2 separate regions of the Bombyx mori genome follow, and region 2 is linked to region 1. The links are chromatin contacts, called in public Hi-C maps. All regions are on one chromosome and are shown on one strand. The core of a region is the stretch at or near the end of the contact, and the rest is flanking DNA. Distances in the headings are between cores, read along the strand shown. Region 1 overlaps LOC134200605 (serine/arginine repetitive matrix protein 1-like). Region 2 holds the start of LOC101746716 (mucin-2).

The links. Hi-C and Micro-C count contacts between places; a contact is called where the count stands out from the background.
Region 2: a contact with region 1 is called in a Hi-C map of midgut, with 1.9 times the contacts expected there. The contact joins the promoter of LOC101746716 here to the enhancer-like site in region 1. A contact is called at or near these places in 2 of 7 Hi-C or Micro-C datasets (midgut and whole pupa).

What each region holds. Positions count from the first base shown.
Region 1 is chr18:8,251,055-8,255,047 of ASM3026992v2, reverse strand. LOC134200605 (serine/arginine repetitive matrix protein 1-like) reads right to left here. Exons shown (of 3, transcript XM_062673786.1): 3 at 2,719-2,763. The coding sequence ends at 2,719. Among protein-coding and RNA genes, the nearest start is that of LOC134200605, 9.2 kb to the right of the region's middle. Within about 2 kb of position 1,842, at least 3 of the 8 cell types and tissues checked have open chromatin away from gene starts, as enhancers often do.
Region 2 is chr18:8,322,582-8,326,731 of ASM3026992v2, reverse strand. LOC101746716 (mucin-2) reads right to left here and starts at 2,883. Exons shown (of 3, transcript XM_012692195.4): 1 at 1,113-2,883. The coding sequence starts at 2,144.

The DNA of each region.
Region 1 (3,993 bases), core at 593-3,092:
GTGATATTGTCTGTATAGTCCGTGGACCAATTTAAAATCAGCTGACCCCCGACGCTGCCTCATATATGCGTAGTCGTGAGCACGTGTCATTTTTTAAGCTATCTAGTTTGTCAATTAAAAACTGTAGATACGGAAGCTAACTCTGTCTATTGTGTTTTCGCGTGCAAACCATTGAACCGATTTTGACAAATTTCAGTATTGAAATTGTAGTTGGAGTTCAGGGAAATATTACTCTTTTATAAACCGTTCAATAGGCTACTTTTCATCCCAGTGTTGAGAACGTATCTGCGCCCACCCGATGTAGGAGTAGTTCGCGCTGGCTAAGTTGCGAGCGCAATGGAAATTTATTGTTTTTTTTAATTACGCAAATTATAATTTTTGCGGGTCTGACTTTTATTACACAATTTTATTCCGTCATTATGGAAATCATTCGTTATATGCGTACATATTTTATTAGAAAACTTGGTGCCTGCCTGCGGGATTTGAACGCCGCCATAGTTTCATCTACTATACTACTACGCCATACTTCACTACGCCACGACGACTTCAGAAGTAGAAGTAGTGCAATAAACTTTAGCGATTTTTTTTCCTACCTAAGCTGATAGCCCTGAGAGGCTATTTCAGCGTAACTTTAACTAGTAGGTGAGCTCACGGGGCTCAAGCCGGAGTGATGCTAACACTGACCCTAGCAAGAGCAGTGCTTCGGAAAATCTACCACCGGATCGGAAACGCGACCAACTGAGAAGATCCGGCGAGAAATTCAGTGGGCTATGTCTATGGGCTTTAGCGATATCTATATACAGCGATATGTTATAAAAGCGATCACGGTCACCTTGGACTGCTACTGCTCCTCTTTATACGACATTGCCGTGTACTGGTTTGCGTATTGGCATAAGTAAACAATGTAAATATAGCAGTTACTATGTATAATAGAAGTTAGAGTTTGACGTATGTATATATAAACTATCTTACTTTGTTTCTGAATTGCTTAGACCAGTTTTATGGTTTTTTTAAAGTCGTTTCAGGGAATAATAAAGAAAATACTGTATTTCAAATACTGTTTGATAAAATCTGTATTTAAATAACAAAGTCGTAAACATGTTTTTGTCTCTTCATTCGTATACGTTAATCACAATGGCTGAATCAATTTGTAGTGTGGTTTTCAATGACGTATTAACGATGAACTGATACCACGCTAAATATTACGCATTTAGCATTTGTTTCATTTAAAGAAGTGGTAAAAAAAATGTTCTTTTTTTATTTCTTTATTGCTTAAATGAATGGGCAAGTTCACGGCCCGCCTGGTATTGTTACCGGAGCCCACAGAAATTTACACACATAAATGCCGCCATCCACCATGAGACATGACTTCTAAGTAAGCTTTTACAGTACAACGGCTGCCCCACCCTTCAAACCGAAACGCATTGGTGCTTCACGGCAGAAATAGGCAGGGTAGTGGTACCTACTTTGGTCAACTCACAAAACGTCCTACCACTAGTAATTACGCAAATTATAATTTTGCGAGTTTGATTTTTATTACACTTAGTTACTTCAAATAATTAAACATACTTAAGTCATATTACTGAACATGTTAGCTAGTATGAGCTCGCCCAAAATTAATATACGAAATAATGCTTTTAACTCGAGCAATCTATACAAAAGTCCCAAACGATTCGCCTTAAAAATCGCCGTATCGCGAATTCGAATATTCATTACAAAAAAAAATCGACACAGTTCGGTTGCCGCTTTGCACTAGTTTTGGCTGTGCGGTGATTAGAACCATTCGAACGACTTCCTATTGTGCTTGTAAGTGTGTAAGTAAGGCAGTGGTGTGGTGCTGAGCTATTATCTAATAGTGAAAGTGTGAGTGTGTGCGCGCGGTGACGTAACCACTCACAGCTCAGGCGCCAACGGCTCGCTCCACTCTCACTGCCCGACGATCCGAGGCTGATATTCAAGTAAACAACTAGGAAGTTACAAGTAGATGTTTATTAATCTGAACTGTCACCTCAGGAAAGGTAGACGGCAAACGTCCCAGACGAAGCAGTCCCACGAGATGGTCGGACCAAATACGATCTTATCTAAACATCAACTTCCACGATGCCCTTCATGAAGCTAAGGATCGCAGCAGATGGAGGGAAATCGTGATGTAGCGGGGGAGTCACGACACTCAGTAATGAGGAAAACGACGCGAGGAGGAGGCACCTCATGCTGCCTCGCGTTAAGCTGCTAACGGAGCCTTAAAGCATCGACGGATCGTCTGTACTTAAAAGGCACCAAAAAATCTAAATGTGTGTTGTAAATTGTAAACTTTTGCAGTGGTCTGGCGTCTTGACGTAGATTTTACTTATTAATTTGATTCTAAAAATCACAGATTTTTATTTGTTTTATCATTTTACCGTGCGGCAAGAATCGAATACCTACTGAGCTCTAACACTTCAACACCGATGCTTGTGTTGTCAAACCAAATCAAAGGACATCTCTGGTGGATTTAGAATGCGAACATTCTAGATGACGGAGATGTCTTTCAATGAAAGCGGAGAAAAATCCTTTCACCTAGAGAGATACACCTACCCAGTTCTAAGCAAAAAGGTAGCTCTAAAGCTAACCTCTAGTCTTAAACGATGCACAAATATCCTTCTGTGTCATTGTATAGTTGAATTTACGTTGAAGAAACAAGGAAACGTAAAATTACCTACATTTATTCAGCTAAGATATTCAGATAAGCGCGTTGAAGTCTTTTGACCGAGACGGTTTACTTGCCTGTTTACATAATAAAACACCGAATTTACATAAGAACTCGAATAATACAGAGCATTTAAAAACTGCTTAATAATGTACCTGTTTAAATTGTTTATTGACGCGTTACGTTTTAAAGAAATTTAATTCTTAACATAATATAAAAGTACATTTCCTTGTCGAACTGAAAATTGATATGGTTTGCGTCAGAAGTTATTCAATAAAAGTGAGTGCGTGTCTGGTTACGAATAACGAAGGGTTCTGTAGTTGGAATAAAAAAAATTTCGTAACTCTTTCAGTCGCTTGTATCAAGATGATAAACAGCGTGTAACTAAAACACATTTTTCTCTAGGTACAACAACTCGTCCGAACATTTTTTTTATTTTTTGCTTAGATGGGTGGACGAGCTCACAGCCCACCTGGTTTTAAGTGGTTACTGGAGCCCATGGACATCTACAACATAAATGCGCTACCCACCTTGAGATATAAGTTCTAAGATCTCAGTATAGTTACAACGGCTGCTCCACCCTTCAAACCGAAACGCATGCTTCACGGCAGAAATGGGCAGGGCGGTGGTACCTACCCGCGCGGACTCACAAGAGGTCTTACCACCAGTAAACTACATATTTATTTCGTCGACACTTTACACCTTTTTCCGAATAAACATTTAGATTGGTATGATAGCTTTAGAAATCTGTATTACCAATTGTCGATAGATAGATAGATAGACAAAAAAATATTTAATAACAAAAATTTTTAACCCAATAAAGGATGGCTTACACAAAACTAAAAACTAAAACTAAAAGTAATATTACGTTTTAATCTCGCGTTTTTTATTGTAATTATAATATTTCTACAATTTCGATTTCTTTACAGTTTTCGTGGACACGGACGACTAAGGTATTATTCGTTGACATTTGAATATTGTGCTAACTACCTTCTATTTTTTTGTAATATCTTCTATATTTATATCTTTAACATTTACGTTTCATTGTACACAGAACGAACTAATAGTATCTTCAGATCTGGCAGTTTGTTTGACTTGGGTTTTCATTTTCACAAAGCTATGATTATAAATCATTCACACACTTATGAGTACTTCAATTAATCTCCCAGCTATTCTGCTGTAGTCACACGCTTCAATTAGAATCACGGAAAAGATCTTGATACAATAAAATTGACTTCACGAAGACAATGAATGTTTTTATTTTTATTTCATAGGCGTTTGGATGAACTCTTGGCACGTCTGGTATT
Region 2 (4,150 bases), core at 1,634-4,133, 71 kb before region 1:
GTTTTCTTTTATTATATAATTTCAGGTTTATTTTAATCTTTTTAATAAAAGAAATTATAGTACCTACTTATTTGTACATTGTTTCATTAAATTTCAAGAAATGTCATTGGTAGATCGCATAGTGTTTCGTCAGTAGACAGTAGATCTTGGTACTAATCAAGTTGGCCACCCATGCTCTATATACCTACGAAGTATCTGTGGAGTCTGACCTATATTCAGCTAAATAGTTTCCGACAACAATCAGAACCAGAAAAGTATTCGTTGGCAAATTCACTTTTCCTTCCGAGTTGATAACGTAAATATTACATGTTTAAGCAAGCCCGTAACTAAGTGCGAACGCGACATTTTCGTGATAATCAAATATTTATTACATTTCGTAGTTTTACGCTGTAAGTATAGACAGACACAAATGCCTTTCACTTTTCAATTTGTAATGATGGTATCATTACAAATTTTTTCTAGATGTTTGTTGAGCCTTAATGACTACCGTGTCTATTTTATATGAATCGCGTATATGTTACATTATTTAAAATTATTTTTATTTTATATTTGGTTATACGTTTAATGATAGGCTACCGAAAATAAAGGCCGGTGTACTGGTGCCAAGTTATTCCGGAGTTAAAGCTCTGCAAGGAGATATCAACTTATATAAGTAAATTCATACTACTTTCAGAATGAAGTATAGAAAGATAAACTATATTATTATATACCACCAATCTTTCGATTTCTTGCAGCGAAGTAGTCATACGATATGGTTGGAAGGTTTGGATAGTCTCTTATCAATAAAATTGAGACTTTGACCCGTGATTTTAAACCACATATCCATAAACTCCGGTAACCACTTAACACTAGGTTGGTCCTGAGCTTATATGACCATCTAAAGGAATAACATACCTACGAAAGAAACGCCTACCTAAGAAAAATGTAAGTAGGTACGTACTATAAAGCGTTGCATAAGAATGAAACTACACTTTATTCTCAATCATTCCAGTTTACAAGTTGCATAATATTTTTTTATGGAAACATAAACGTAATCCATATTCTACAAATGTAGAAACCATTGGTGTTTATGCTAGTAAAAGTCTAAGACGTATTCCTACAATAATACTTACCGTCCATTGGAAATACGAAGAAGGATCCACGAAAGGCCACCTGGCTCCGTACCAATTGTCTTCGTTAGCTTTAGATACGGTGATTTCATCAGAATTTGACGCTGCAGGATCGGCACCAGGCTTTAGAGGTGGTAACGAAAAAACTTCGTCAACTTCTAAAGATTCTTTGAATTCCTCGTCATCATCTACAGATAACATCGTGTCCTTTAAATCATCCAAACTCGATATTTCAGTAGTTGCAGGAAACTCTGAAGTTACCGGTGATCGCATTAAAGTTGTTTTGGTTGAAATAAGAACATCATCAAACATTTTAACACTCTGTGTGGATTGCTTTTCGGTTGGCTTAAATGTTTGCGTGTAGTCTCTAACTAAGTTACTAAGTGTAAATGGTTCAGCTGTGATAGTTGGTCGTATTATTATATCCTTCTCCCAAGTTTTCATTGAAATTGTATTAGGTAACATACTGATATCACTGGAAGTTGTTGCAGCTGGCTGCGTCGGGTCATGTTTCGCAGAGGCTACTGGCGGAACGGTTGATGAAGACGTTGAACTCTTCCAAGACCTTAAAGCAGGCATTGTCCAAGGCGGAGTGGTAGCTCTTTCACCGGCTCCAGTAGAGGAAGTAGTGGAGACGATTGTTGACGTTTCTAATTCTGTTTTTGCCATTAAAGTAGAGATTACTTGCGGTAGCACTTTAAGATCTTTCTTTCGCGATTTTGCCATTTCTCTGCCGGCCGGTGCATTTGGAGATATAGTGACTATATCACGATGCTCTTGTTGTGTTCTTCGAGCGTACAGCGCACCGTTCAATATGTAAAGCGGAACTGCTGCCAGCCCTAACGCTATTATCACACCGAAAATTACCAAGAAGACATATTTCACTGTAGATTTCCTACGCGATCTTCGAATGTGGATGGATGGGCTATAGTCCCGACCTTTCCCTTTTAAGCCGCTGTTATTTAACACTTCTTCCGTTTGAGGGAGAATGGTATATTGTAAACTGTTTTCGCCATGTCTAACCGTTTTGTACATTTTGGTGCAGAGAATATACACAAAAATAACACTACTTTAGGATTATGTATTATTGCGATACCGAAATTCAATCACATGCTCAGCTCAAAAAATAATATCAAAGGAAGCTTTGTAAGATTTTAACTCGGTTCCGCAAGACATCAACGTCCAGAAATGTCGGCACGAGACATCACAGCTAGTCGCGCTTTGTGCTGTGTTGTAACCTGCTCTTTTCGAGGGGAACACAGCGCAGGCGCGATAACATCGAGCGGCGCGATTCTCCCTATCGCTGAACGACTCGTTGGCCCCAAATCTTTGAGGTTATAACAATTAAAAGCCGGCTTCTTTATCGTGATGCTCTATAATAACAACAACATTGTGAACTCATTAAATAGTGTTACCCTTGTTATTGCCAGAGCTATGATGCATTATACACCTTTTTTTAATAACAAAAACCTGTTTGCCTTTTCTGTTGAATAAGTCGCAAAAAGGGCTATCGAAATAATCGAAAACCGATAAGGGTCAGTTGTGTAATGTAGCGTGTCAGAATTTGAGTGGAGCCGATTGCGTGCAGGCTTTTTTGTACATTTGTTGAGACTACTCAAGCTGTAGTACATGTTTTAAGATTTCCTTAACGTAGGTACTGACGACAATATATAACTTCGATTTTAGTACATACATTTGAGTTCCATTGATATATTTGACCCATAGACACAGCCCACTGAGTTTCTCGCCGGATCTTCTCAGTGGGTTGCGTTTCCGATCCGGTAGTAGATTCTGCGAAGCACTGCTCTTGCTAGGGCCAGTGCTAGCAACACTCCCGGTTTGAGCTACGTGAAATAGCCTTTCGAGGCTATCAGCATAGGTAGAAAAAAAAAAGATATATTAAATGAGTTAAACTCCTGGTATAATTTGTAAATAAACATTCAGATCTGGTTTCCATTATAACATTTCCCAATTTCGTCTTTAAGAGAAAGAAAATTTAGTAAATCAGATCTAGAAATATATTGCTTGTTAGATTTGAAAATAATTTGTCTATATTTTAAAAACCAAACACGCTAACAATGTTGAGCTTTGTTTCACAATTCTTCCTTCTGCGGAGAACTTGTAGAACTAGTTTAAATTGGTGCGTAGCTAATGGTCTAGGGCTTTTTCAAGTTACGTACCAATTGAAGCAATCGCTCTATTTAGACGAATTGACGAAATTATGCAGCAGCTCAAATTCTATGTTGAGATATTATTCCACAAAAAATGGTATGTTAAAACTAGTTTTGATTACTATTACTATTAAATGCTTCAATTAATGCAATGGCCAATTTTTATTCCCACAATCAGTTATATAACTCAAGCATTCAAATACATAATAGACCGGCCACGAATAAATTCTCAATCAAGTTTAGAAAAAAGTCTACAAGCTGTTCGCATTAACATGTTTTTGCGGTCGGTCAAACATCGAACACACCATACGAATACTAATTCACTCGACCTTGAACAGAATCACGTTTCATTTCGAAATTGGTTTGTGAATGCGATATTTTTAGAATAAAAGTAAAAAGACAACGAATGAGCGAAATAAAAGGGTTGGTCGGCCGGTTGGACATTTTTTCTACTTATAGCACCGAGAGAATTTTTAGCAAAATCTTAACCTTGCTTGGATCTTCTGATCAGAGTGTAAAACTTGAATTGTACGCATACTTCAAATATTACTTTTTAACTTTTTTTTTTAAAGTAGTACCTCAATTGAAATTTATAAACATTGGTCGAAAGACGTCTCAATAAATAGATTTACTAGATTCTAGATTACGTATGTTCGGGCTAAGTCTCGTAGCGTTTTTAAATGTACAATAATTGACTGGGTGGTCTATGTATACATTTTTTTGTTGTTGTTGCTTAGATGGGTGGACGAGGTCACAGCCTACCTGGTGTTCAGTGGTTACTGGAGCCCATAGACATCACGCAAATGCGCCACCCACGAAATAGGAAGGGTGGTGGTACCTACCCGCGCGGACTCACAAGAGGTCCTACCA